2 separate regions of the Mus musculus genome follow, and region 2 is linked to region 1. The links are chromatin contacts, called in public Hi-C maps. All regions are on one chromosome and are shown on one strand. The core of a region is the stretch at or near the end of the contact, and the rest is flanking DNA. Distances in the headings are between cores, read along the strand shown. Region 1 holds the start of Ppp1r9a (protein phosphatase 1, regulatory subunit 9A). Region 2 overlaps Ppp1r9a (protein phosphatase 1, regulatory subunit 9A).

The links. Hi-C and Micro-C count contacts between places; a contact is called where the count stands out from the background.
Region 2: a contact with region 1 is called in a Hi-C map of uterus, with 2.2 times the contacts expected there. The contact joins the enhancer-like site here to the promoter of Ppp1r9a in region 1. A contact is called at or near these places in 7 of 484 Hi-C or Micro-C datasets (8-cell embryo, Sertoli cells, granulosa cells and 2 more), 3 of 115 datasets of contacts at active chromatin or transcription factors (embryonic stem cells and intestinal villus epithelium) and 4 of 9 other capture datasets (adipose tissue, embryonic stem cells, liver and 1 more).

The regions. Positions count from the first base shown.
Region 1 is chr6:4,900,393-4,907,090 of GRCm38.p6, reverse strand. It overlaps Ppp1r9a (protein phosphatase 1, regulatory subunit 9A), which reads right to left and starts at 4,116. Exons shown (of 16, transcript NM_001363809.1): 1 at 4,060-4,116; 2 at 247-1,865. The coding sequence starts at 1,644. Gmfg-ps (glia maturation factor gamma-like) reads left to right here and starts at 3,877. Exons shown (of 5, transcript XM_030255708.1): 1 at 3,877-4,043. The coding sequence starts at 3,877.
Region 2 is chr6:4,950,150-4,956,847 of GRCm38.p6, reverse strand. All of the region lies in intron 2 of Ppp1r9a (protein phosphatase 1, regulatory subunit 9A), which reads right to left. Among named protein-coding and RNA genes, the nearest start is that of Gmfg-ps, 50 kb to the right of the region's middle. Within about 2 kb of position 3,502, at least 22 of the 459 cell types and tissues checked have an H3K27ac peak or open chromatin away from gene starts, as enhancers often do. A contact at or near this core is called in palatal mesenchyme and uterus, where this site is marked.

The sequences.
Region 1 (6,698 bases), core at 2,867-5,366:
ACCCCACTGGAATGTATCTCAAAAACTTCTTCACCTTTATGATTCCTCTCGGGGGGTTATACCCACAGACATCACATTATCAAATCAGACTGATACCTCTCCAGCTCCACACTCCTAAGTCACCCAAAACAGGTGCACACCAACAACCTCCGATTTCTTACAGAACCCAGTAGCTGTCAAATCTATCCTGCATAGGCCCCAATGCTGAAAGGGAACTTAGGGAACAGGCTGAAAAAGCATACTTACCTTAATCGGAGCACAACTAAACTTAATTTTCCTATTTGCTGGGATTTCTTCTTCTTCCGGCAAGCCAACTATCTCCGAGTATTCCATATCAGGCTGGTAATAATTGTTCTCGTCACTGTCTTCCTCCTCATCTTGCTCCGTGCCTGTCTCTCCCCAGTCTGAGTTATACCTGGATCTCACCCTATACACGTTATAGTCACTATGCATGTATACGTGGGAACTCTCAAAACTGTTTGAGTCTTCAGGTACTTCTCTTCCACAGCTGGATGCAGAAGCATCAGGGGAGGTTAGGTCACCACCTGTCAGGTCTTTCTTCTGATGCTGAGCTCTCTCACTCCCAACCACATTAGCTTCAGCATCTTCTAACGGCTCGTTCCGTGGGGAAAGGATATGAGACTTTGGCATTGCCTGGTTTTCAGCAGAGGGTTCCTCAGGACTGTCTTTATCAGTGCTGTCCAGAGCCTCTGGTTGAGCTGTTGTGACGTCCTCGGCTTCCGTGCTCAGCTGGCTCTCTTCACTAGGCAATGAAGCTAAAGAGGTACCTTTCTGAGCCACTTCCGGTACTGGCACAGCATCGCTCTTCTGAGCATCCTCTGTATCAGTATCTTGTTTGTTTGATGGAGGCTTCGAATTAGAATCCTTGAGACGGCCAAAGGTATCCAGATTGGTGACGGTAACAGATGGTAAATTGAGGGGGTAGTGCCCGGTCACCGAGTAGTCAGCGCTCTCAGCCTTCCCAGAAGTGAGAGCACCTGGAGGCTCACTGTTCTCAAACACAGCACTCAGCTGACTCACAGTAGGAGAGACCGCTTCCGTCCGGGGGCTCAGGCTGTCCAAGGAATCACTGCTGCCTCTGTTGGACTTGGAGCCACCCCACTCATCCTGTGGTTCAGTCCCTCCACCTTTCTCTTTCTTTGGGGAATAGCGATGGTTTTGCCCTGACTCATGCACACTTCTCTCAAACATCTTTCGAGTCTCCGTGAACTTAGCATACGAAGGGCCATCATGCATTGTGTCAAATCTACTGATTCGTTCAGAGACAGAGGACTCCAACTTAACCACTGAGCCATCCGTTTTCTCCACAAACTCTTTGGGCTTCATTCTTCTCTGAGGGGACGAGGGCCTACCTTTCCCCCTGGTTTTGGCAATGATAGCAGCATTCTCGCTGGGTTCCATACCCATCTGCATAAATAGATTTTTAATTCTGTTGACATTGGAGCCATACTTTCTACCTCTGCTCTGCTGGGAGCCCTCACCTTCTTTCGTTTTCTGTTCCCCATCTGACTTGGGTTTGTCAAAAGTACTTTTCAGTGCCTGGAACTCTGTTCTGTACGCATTCCTGTGAGGAGAGGCACTTCTGAGAGTGGTCCGCTCCCCTGAAGATTCCGCCTTCAACATGTTTACTTCAAGGGTGAAAAGCCAATGCTCATAATGGTCACTGGGAAAAACAACCAAAAAGCCAAACAGACCTCTCTTCTCAATCCCCAGTGTCTGACCAGGCACAGGGCCGCTCAAATGGCACACTTGTCCCGTGACGATTCCAAAGGCTGTATTAGAAATGTATTCACAGTCAAGAGTTACACAAAATAGCTTTTTTCAAAGCAAGACTAGAGGTTCATCTGTAATAGAAAAGAATGAGTTTCTGAATTCATATGTTTATGTGAATTTCTCTTCAGTGAACTAGTCAACACTTAACACCTTGTTTTCTAAGTGTTTTCGCCACACATCAAGTCAATTACCTCGAAATGGGACTTTAAAGTTAAGAAGCTACGGAGTTATTCTAGTTTGTCCTTGGTAACAAACATAACTTGGAGATGCTTGCAAAACACACACACACACACACACACACGCACACACACACACACGCACATGCACACACCACTTGACACCACTTGACAATAATGCTTTAGACCAAGTTTGAGGTATTTCTGTGAATGAATTATGAAAGAACTCGACAACTCATTTACTTCTTTAAAAAAAAAAAATCAAAATGGCCACTTGATTTGGGAATTTTCCATAACCGTGCAGAACAGGGAAAAGTTTGGAGTCTAACGTTCCCAAACTCTAAAAATATGGCTACAGAGGCTTCTTCGATGGTTCTGAGTTAATAGCCTCATGTACACCATGCTCAAGTATCAGTTTCAGGACAAAACAGACAGAAGTAAGTTCTGGAAGGTCAATTAAGTTTTACTGTAAGTTTTTCTATGCATTGTTTGGAAGTTTCCTAGCCAAGAGGCTATTATTAACTAAGGAGTGGAGTCTCCTGGGAATAGATGCCTGAGAATGTGACAATCAGAAATCAGGTATGCCATGACACTTCCTTCCACAGTCCTGATTTGTCTACTCCTTCTGGCCCCTAACTTACTTCAAGATAGGAAGAAAAAAAAAAAAGTGAACGCCATGCATGTTTGCTGTCCTCCAGCCCACAGCTGGGTTTTCTACCAGGACGCCAGCAGCCCAACACTTCAGGCACTCAACGCAGTTCTAAACATTTTTTTTCTTATTATTCTGGTTTGTTTTGTTTTGTTTTAATGTTACACGGAACCACATCACGCTCACGCACCATCAGCTGAGAGAGCTTACACTTTCACTTAAATCAGCTCCAAAACTCGCTTCCTGGCCCAGCAGGCACGCATGCATGCATGCATGGCCCATGCAGGCAAACAAGAGAGGAGTGTGGTGCCTGTGGTTTGGGTTGGTTTTTGTTTTTGTTTTTTGTTTTTTGTTTTTGTTTTTTCCTTTATTTCTTTCTTTCCTTTTTGGAAAGCGTTGACAATGTCCTTTTTACCCATAAACACCCTCCCCTCTCCCCTAGCTGCACACCCCGCTCCCTCCCACCGCCAATTCAAGCACGAGGGGGCGGGGGCGGCGGGGGCGAAGGGGGCCGCCGGGGATTCAAAAACCTGCCCTCACAAAAGACAAACATAAATAACACCAACTTGAGAGGCAGCCGATTGATTTTCCCCAGCCCGGTTCGGGACGCCATCCCTCGGCCCCCGGGGCAGGGCCGGGAGAGCAGGTGACGCCAGGCGCTAAGGCAGGAGGAGGTCGCAGTCTAGCCTGGTGCCAAGAAGCACCTGAAGTCCTAACACATTGGCGGCGGCTCCGGGCCGCTGCCAGGCGGATCCCGGTCTGTGGCACCGGGGGAGAGACGAGCTCGCCGGCCACACTGGAGCGGAGGGAGAGCAAAGGCTAGGGTGACAATCACACGAATGCCTCTGCTTTTCCTCCCAGTGTGCCGGGGAAACAATAGATCCCGCAGAGGATCAAGCCTCCCTCCTCACCCTGGCGCTCCCGGACCGCAGTCCACCCCCACCCGCCCGCGGGTCCGCCTTTGTGCACGCCGCCGCGTCCCCGCGCTCCCGCCGCCCCGCCACCCGCACGCCGCCCCCTTACCGAGCGGCCCGGGCGGGAGGTCGGACTCCTTCGGCGCTCTTCCCCCCCGCCCCCCCGTGACCGTGCGGGGCTCGGCGCCGACCGTGTGCCCTCCGCCCGCTCGTCACGGCGCGGCGCGCGCGGCGGCCGCCTGCACTCGCGCCTCGGCCCCCCACGCGCGTCTTGCCCGCGCGGGGCGGCCCCGGGACGCGCGCTGCGCTCCCCCCACCCCCACCCCCCACCTCCACCCCAGCCATGGCGGCCCGGCCTGGGGACCCGACGCGCAAGCGGGCACCCTCGCCTGCGGCCTGGGATCGGGGACGCCGCTCGGCCCACGTGCGGGGCCCCCCACGCCGGGCCCTGAGGCCCGCGAGGCCCGATGGACTTAGGGATCAGGCCGCGGGGATGAGGAGGGCCCCGGGGTAACAGGTGCCTCACCTCGGCTGATGGGATTAACTCTAGGGCCGCAAAGAGAGGGAGCCCAGCAGCGAAATCCCAGGAGAGGGAGAGAGGGAGCCTCTGGCGGCCAACGAAGGGCGAAAGGCACCGGCCCGAGGCAAGGCCGCCCCACCCCCAAGACCGTGGGCGAGGGGGCTCTGGCACTTAGGGCAAGGCCTGTGCCTTCCAGATGCTGAGGACCCCACAGTCTGTGGTTAAGTCTGTGACCCCAGGCATCCAAGGCCTGGCCATGGCCTGGGCTGGCCTAGAAGGCCAAGACCTAGGCCCTAGTCTACTCTACTGTGGTGTCCACTGGGATGATCCAGCTGACCCTCAAGGCCACACTACTAGAAGGAAAGGGATGAAGAGGACTTTGGACTTTTCTTCTTGTATATCTTTTCTGTTCACACTCACTGGTTTTGCCCTGTTAAAAACTCTCACTACACCCTCTCCTCCCAAATAATGTGACAGGTTCCATACTCTTCTCCTTCATACAAAATGGACTTTGATGGTCAATATAGACCATTGATGTATCCAAAAGCCTTGTAGGGCACAGGTACCATTTTTGAAGAGTCAAAATTGTGTTTTTGCCACACGTATGTGAGGTGCACACATAATCCCAACACAGCCAAGACAGGAGAATTGAGTTTGTGGACACCCTATAATCCAGCCATTGTCTGGAGATACAGAAACAACAGCTGACCAATGGTGGCGCACGCCTTTAATCCCAGCAGAGAGGCAGAGGCAGATGAATCTTAGAGTTTGAGACCACCCTGGACAACAGAGTGAGTTCCAGGACAGCCAAGGCTATTCAGAGTAACCGAATCAGGAAAATAAAAATAAATATATAGTAGCAACAATAGCCTGAAATTGTGTGTGTGCATAGAAAAAGCTGCAAGATCGTGTAACCCTCTCAATACAGGCAATCTAGAAAGAGGCGAAAGTACTTAATATTCCATATAGCACTGAATGTTAGATTTAGAATTTCAGTAGCCATGGCAGGGGTCAGGCTACCGCCCTTCAGCCTGTCTGTTCAGTGCTGCCGCTCTTCAGCCTGTCTGTTCCCTAGTCATTTAGATTTTAAAATTCTCAACCTTTGCTTTAATGCAGAATTTTTAGAATTAGCTCGTAGGCTGCAGGATTGAGGCCTGTTAAAGGGTATTTTAGAGTAGATAGAGACACTTAGGGTACGATGAAGGCACACTCCAGAACACAGCTGGGCATTCTCTGAGGCTTTCTCTTTGTTTTCCTTCCAGTATATACCATTTCCGATATATATCATTCAGGCCAGTTTTGAAACTATTGTCTTCAAAGGATGAGCAAAGAACTTAAATGAGATACTGGGGTAATCCCACAGGCGTGCCCTCCAGGTTTCAATTGATACTGTAAAATTCTAGATCACCCTAATTTTGAAAGATAGGCTATCTTTACTGTAAACAAATTTCTTGGCCTGTCAAAATAGCTCAGCAGATAAGAGCACTGACTACTCTTCTTCCGAAGGTCCTGAGTTCAAATCCCAGCAACCGTATGGTGGCTCACAATCACCCGTAATAAAATCTGATGCCCTCTTTTGGTGTGTCTGAAGACAGCAACAGTGTACTTATCTATAATAATAAGTAAATCTTCTTTTAAAAAAAAGTTCTTGTTTGAGATTTCTAGAAAATGTCTAGAAAAAGAAATGAGGTACTTCCAAGGTCATTTGTGGCCTGTCCTTAAGCTTGGCTCATAGCTATTTTAACGTGTGTGTGTGTGTGTGTGTGTGTGTGTGTGTGTGTGTGTGTGTTCAACTTTTACAGCAAATGTCACTAATTGTGCTGGAAGTCTTGCCTCTCATTGGTAGAAGTGGACTCAGCTCTGGGATGAATATCTTCTTTTCCTTCCATGTTCCAGTAATTTCCCCCATCTTTATATTCTGCCCTAGAATTATCTTTGCAGATACATTCCAAGCCCTCCCCAACCCCAATTTATAACCAAAATAAAAATGGTACCGAACCATATGTGTGTGTACTTATTCTGCACATACCTAACCACCAAGCTTAATTCAACTAAGCCACAAAAAGTTAGCAATAAAAAAAGGGAAATGAGCCAGGCGTGGTGGCGCACGCCTTTAATCCCAGCACTCGGGAGGCAGAGGCAGGCGGATTTCTGAGTTCAAGGCCAGCCTGGTCTACAAAGTGAGTTCCAGGACAGCCAGGGCTATACAGAGAAACCCTGTCTCAAACCCCCTCCCCCCCAAAAGGGAAATGATACAATACACTGCAGTAATTAATTAAAACAATGTTTTCCTAACAAATTATATTTTTAAAGATTCACTTGATTTTTGAGTATGTATTTATGTATCATGAGATAGTACATGAATGAGATAGATAGTACATGTTTCTGGTCTCCATGAATACATACGGGTATCAGATCTCTTGGAACTGGAGTTACAGACAGTGTGTGAAGCTACCAGGTGTGGGTGGTGGGAACTGAACTCAAATCCTAAGGAAGAACAGTACAGCACCTGACCACTGAGCCACCTCTCTAACCGGAAATATCAGGACATGTTACAGAGGGTTGGGCCTTGGGAATGTATTTACAGCTTCATTTCCTAGAAAACAAGGATGAGAGAATAGCCAGGCAAGTATACACAAAGAATC
Region 2 (6,698 bases), core at 2,253-4,752, 50 kb before region 1:
GTGTTCTGAGTTCCAAGCAGCTGCCTGACACATAAACCTCTGAAACACAAGCAGCTCGTGTGCTGGAAGTTGTCTGTAGAGAAGTGAGGTTTCAGGGGATTCAAGTTGGCCCACACGTTTCTGAGTGTTTAAGGATAAGTCACCTTCCAGTCGCCTTCATCCACTCATGCAGTATAGTCAAAGACAGCAGCTTTTCCAGAGGTGAACGGACATGTTTGCCTTCATAAAGTTTGCCCTTGATGAACGGGTCTTGGTCCACCAGACTTTTCTTCATCTGTGAATGAACTACTAGACTAAACTTCCTTTATCACTGTGATTCATGTTAAATTTTGAGATTTAAGTTCAATCTCAGTGATTATTTGGTTTAGAGACCAGAACATTTTGTATATCTACTCCCTTTTAAATGGTGCAAAGAAGTATTTGTTTTCCAAGTTAAGAAAAATTAGAAAATTCTGAGAATGTAAAAACACTAGGTATGAATATGTGAGAATCTCTTTGAGGGTCTCTCTCTCACACACAAGGAGCTGACTGCAAATGAGATTACATCAGTAAGTCTATGGACAGCTGAGGTCCCAATGCCTGCATGGACATCGGAAGGAATCAAGGACACAGAGCCAAGTAAGTCTGTGTTAGAGCTAACAATTACAGGTGTGATTATCAGCCCCACGTTGGGTTAAGAATTAGTTACGTCAACGTGCTCTAGCAAACAGTTCAAGCAGCACTAGGATAGGTTAAAGGACTACTTGCTGCATCATGGACAGATGACTTTGTCAAAAGACATTTCTGTTCATTTCCCAGAAACTGAGAAAACAAAACCAAGAAATGGCCATGATCTTTTAAAGAAGGTACACGGATGCCGCGTGTGAAGGAGGCTTCCCTGGAGAATCCGTAAGTGCCCAGCGTTCTGAAGGAAGAGAAGAAATGGCCATGTGCTTGCTCTCGATGAACATCCTTCTCTGGTGTGTCACTCATGCACTGACAGACAGACGCACAGACCCAGCTCAACAACAACCAAACATCTACTTTTACCAGACAGCTCGTTCTACTTTTTGGACTTCTCAGCAACTTCACTATAGGCTAAGAAGAAGGGCATCCTCTAGTTGTCTAAACCCAAACTCCTTGCAAAACTACTTCCTAGCTTCCGATTCTCCTTGTATGACAATTCTGGCATCTTCCATTAGAAACTGTCTTCATTTACCACAGAACTGCTAAAACTATTTTTAAAAATAAAACAAGCCTTCCACCTCTCCTTTCAAAGCTAGACCTCAAAAGATGTCCGATTTGACAAGCTATTCAGTGACCCGCATCTCATGCATGTCTTTGCAGGAACCCCCACTCCTCCCTCCTTGCCCAGCAGTACATACCTTCTTTCCACAGCCCCCTGGCTCCGTGGGAGGAGCTCAAACCAAACTGGGTCCCACAGAGTGCTTGCACTTCCTTAGGCCAATATTGCTTTTTAAAAATTATTTCCTGTTTTTACTTCAAGTGTATGAGAACTTCTCCTGAATGTGCACACATACACCCCTTGTGTGCCTGGTGGCCTCAGAGATCAGAAGAGGGTATCAGATGCACTGGAACTGGAGATAAGGGCAGTGGGAGTCACCATGTGGGTGCTGTGAACTGAACCTGTGTCCTTTACAAGAGCAGTGACTATTCTTAACTGCTGAGCCACCTCCCTAGATTGCTCAAATTGATATTTATAAAACAGCGTTTTTGTCTTCTCTGTTCCAAAACACGTATAGACTTACACGGCCTAATTAAACCCATATGGATGATTCTTATAGCATAGTATATGTTTCTGTTATATGTGTGAACAAGGGTTTAAGTGCAAACCAATCCTCTTCTACAACCCAGGACTCATTATTCAGGGAGGAATACTATAGAAGAAGAAAAAACTCTCATCTTCCTAATAAGATGAGATTCTCTGTCTGAATCTTTATGTGATTTATAAACTCATGCTCCCTGGCTCCCTCCCTCCCTCCCTCCCTCCCTCCCTCCCTCCCTCCCACTCTCTCTCTTCCACACCCCACCCTCCATCTTCTATAGTAGGGTACAAAGGATCATGCTAATTCTTGAGTAATGATTTGAACTCACATCAATCTGATTACCCTTTACCACTATCGACTTAAGTTCTCCATGTCTACATTGTCCACGTTGGCCTTATGTAACCATACCTCTAGAGAAAGCTGGTCTCAAACTTCCTTAGCTCTCAGTGCATCTATTTTTTTTTAATTTATTGTATTATTCGACACCTCCTGACCATATAACTAGCATACTTTACAAAAAAAATCTCTGTGTAACAACAGTCAAGACTAGTTGATTATTGTGAAAAAGAATCCAATAACCCCAAAGTCCCATTAGGCACATTAAAAACAACCAAATCCAGGTGACCAGACCTCCCCATGCTATCCTGATGTTTGATTTTACACAAGATGCTCTTTACATCTGTAACCTTTCTTCCCATCCAAATCCTTTTTCTTTTCTTTTCTTTTTTTTTTTTTTTTTTTTTTTTTTTTCACAGTCAGATAACCAGAATGCCTGGATGAAACTAGCATTCCATCTTCAAAACGAGGGTCTTACAAGGTCTGGCAGATACACCTTAGCAAACAACACCAATCAAAATAACATAAGCAGTGGATTTCATTAAGTGTTGGATGCAATTCCTACTCTGGTATTCAGTATTTTTTTTTCTTTCCCCACAGTCTAACTGACAAGGGATGAACATGTCACACACACACAAAAAAGTAGGAGGAGGAAAAGGAAGGAAGGAAGGAAGGAAGGAAGGAAGGAAGGAAGGAAGTGAAAGAAGGAGGAGGAAGAAGGAAGAGGGGTAAAAAGGGAGCGAGAAAGAAGGAGGAAGAAGGAGAAAGAAAGGAGGAAAGAAATAAAAGGGAGAGGAGGAGGAGGAAGAGGAAGGGGGAAAAGTGGTGAAATCTCAGCACCGTTTTTAGCCATGGCAACATCTTAAGTAATTTCTACTTCCAGGTTGGTTTGGTTTGGTTTGGTTTGGTTATGGTTTTTCAGGACAAGGTTTCTCTGTGTAGTTCTGCCTGTCCTTCAACTCACTCTGGAGACAAGTTGACCTCTAACTCACAGAGATACACTGGTCTGTCTCCCAAGGGCTGGGATGAAAAGCATGAACCACCAGTTTTGCAGTTTTGTTTTGTTTTGTTCTGTTTTCTTAAATCACTCTGTTCACTTGGTCTTTGTATGTTTTTAAAAATCAAGAAAACAAAACCTATCGTAGGGAAATCTTCACTGGCTGTAAATGGGGCAGCTTCGTGCAGCTCCTCTGCCTTTTAACTTTATGTCCATGTTGGTTATCTTGCCTCATGACTTGACAATAACATTCAGATGATCAGAAACCTAGAATGTTTCCGATGCTCTCGCCTGTCTAAAGATCAGCCTTCTCAGAGGCAAGCAAGCACACGATAGGGAACTGACTTGCCTTGCCTTTCATTGTCTTCTCGCTTAGAGAGGCCAGTGCTCAGGAAGGAAAACCAAATCCAGTCAACAGCTGGAACAAATTACCAGCCTACTCTGGCTGCTAATACCACAAAGATCATAAATCTATTATCCTCGGGACAACATGGAGCTACTTGTGACAAATAGAAGGTTGAAAAAATATTTGCACAAAGAACCATCGCGGCAGTTAAGGCGTGGCCATGGTGGAGGCCACTGCCACAGTGTGCGCAACCTCCACACTAGCACGGGAAAAGCATTAACGAGAGTGCAGTGCTTCATTTCATACAGGAGAGGTCATTTCCCTTCTCTCCGCTCTACATTGTTGCATGGATATAATAAATCATGAAAGCTAAGTCAATGCGAATCTACCCACTTATGTATCTGCAACTACAACTCGGAACAGACCAAAAAAAAAAAAAAAAACCCCACAAATAATAACTAATAACAAGACAATGAATAATGTGTACAATACAAAGCCGAGGATGTATAAAAGAAAATTAACCACTTATGAATTAAAAGTAGGCATTATGAGACCTGTGCGATGCCTCAAAAGACAGAGGAGCTTGCTGTGCAAACCTAACAAGCTGAGTTCAACCCCCGGTGCCCGCACAAAGGTGGAAGAGGAGAGGCATCCCCATAGGACTGTTCTTTGACCCCCAAACACACACTTAAGCTGACATACCTACACATATAATAAACATTCACAATAACAATAATAAATTGGATTTCAAAATAAAACTCAAGTTTGGCATTGTATTACTCAAGGTGCTTTAGAGAAGTGGAAAATCTACATACAGGTGTAGGAAAGAGATTTATTACTGTGGCTTACAGTCTGAGGTCCAGCTAGTCCAACAACGGCTGTCTAACAAGGGAAAGGGCAAGAATCCAGTAGTTGTTCAGTGTCTGAGGCTGGTCTTCTGTATATGCCAGAATCCTGAAGACATGGGCTCTAATGCCAGTGGAGGGTTAGGGGGAAGGATTTGCCTGCAAGAGCAAGCAGGCAGAGATAGCAGGCTTCCTTCCTCCATGTCCTTTACATAGGCTGCCAGCAGAAGGTGTGGCACCAAATAAAGGTGGAACTTCCCACCTCCAAAGATCTGGATTAAAAGTACATCTTTAGAAGTGATGGCGTACACCTTTAAACCTAGCAACGAGGGGGCAGAGGCATCGAATCTCTGAGTTCAAGGTCATCCTGGTTTACAGAGGCAGTTCCAAGACAGCCAAGGCTAAGCAGAGAAACCCTTTCTTGAAAAACCAATTAAATAAATAAGTAAAAGTGGATCTTCCCACTTCAAATGATTTAATTAAAGAAAAATAATCTATCCCTCACATGTGTGCCCAGCTACCTGGGTTTTGGTTAACTCAGATATAGTCAAGTTGGCAACCAAGGATAGCCATCACAGACACTAGGGAGATGGGGACAGCTCAGCACTAATTTACATGCATAAGTTTAGAAGTGAATCGGAATCAGCTTATCATCCATGCCAGTCTCCTACAGTGCGCACCACAGTCACTGTGACCAGAACACAAATACATCTGTATTTTCATCTGGAACAATTCATGGTAAGAACACCAAACAAGTAGCAGGTTCATCAACACTATACAAAAACAAAGGGGGGGGGAGGGGGGGTAAGGAAACTAATCGGGTGAGGTTCTTTTGTTTTCATTTCCTTTTCTGTTTACTTTGTGAGCCAGAACTCACTTTATAGACGGGCTGAACTCAAATTCTCAGCCCTCTTCCTCGGTCTCATAAACACTGGGAAGACAGGTCTAGAACATGACACCCAGCACTAAAAACAGTTTTTAAAAGAAATGAGGGCTTAAGAAGGCAGAAAAACATGAAAATCTTACATGTGGATCAATTTTTAAGTCCTGAAAATTTTGAATTTCTGTCAGTGAACAAAGTTTACAATAGTTTGGTTCCCAGAGACCTATCAGTGTGACTACAATCACCTGCAAGCACTCCTACCTAAAACCACCTTTGCTGACTAGAGGGTGTGTCCTCCATAGAAACTCACATGCATTTCACCTGATAGTTAAAAAAAGAATAGAAATCTGACTTCTTGCTGACACCAATGAGTATTGAAGGTAAGTCAAGTAGTGAAATTTAAGAGTCACTTTAAGTCAGCTTGTTTTATGTTATCTCTCAATGAGAAAAAGGAAAAGGAGGGAAAGGCTAGGAAGAATAAGAAGAAACAGTAAGGAAGAAAGATCACTTGATCACTTGGACAACTAAGCCACTCAGAATGTGAGGCACAGACTCATTACTAAGTAGCTTTTGTCATGAAATGCCATTTCCCCATGAATACACTGCTAACTCCTGAGAGATGCTTAAGTATCAATTTTAAGAAATCCACCCAGACTCTGAAACATGCACCCTGGCCGCCAACGAAAGCAGCCCTTAGAGGGGTCCCCTACCCTTAGAGAGGGTCCCCTGCCCTTAGAGGGCTGCCAGCTCGCTCATTCTGCTGGTGTCTGCTGGCTGTGTTTGACTTTTACTTGTTTTCTTTTGTCCTCAAAGAGCCCTATAAACTGCCCCTCGGCTGTTGAGAAGACATACTAACCTCGAGTTCTTGCACAAACTCTGACTCAAAGTAGATATTTGATAAATGTTTGCTGTGAGAAAACCAGAGTACACAGACAGACAGACAGACAGACAGACAGACAGACAGAGACAGAAGACAGATGTTTAAACCTTATCAAACTGTTCAAAAGAAACCACTACTACTTCGAGTAGTTAATACTGGTTGTCAAAAGATGGCTGGGAGAGTCCCAGTGGAAATGTTATAAACATGTCTGGGAGCGAGAGTTTCTAGGGTGAATTCACTGAGGCAGAGGGTCACTCTAAATATAGGTGTGGTGGCACCGTTCCATGTCCAGGATTGCTGCACTGAATAAAAACTAGACAGGAATAGGAAGCCCAGTGCTCAGCCCTCAGCTTCCTGGCTGCAGATATGGTATGGCCAGTGGCCTCAAACTCCCGCTGCCGTGTCTTCCCCACCATAGTGAGTCGGAATAAAGTCATCTTTAAGTTGCTTCTGTCTGGTGTCTTGTCACATCAACAGAGAAAGAAACTAACACACTATCCAAGATAAAGTAGATGAGAAAGTACGTATGCAGAGACATTCTATCCAGAAACATGTTTACTTTTAACAAAGAAAAATCAATGTTTTCAAACATTAAAAAATTCTAGATATACAAAATGAAGAAAACCTTTTGCATAAACATCTATA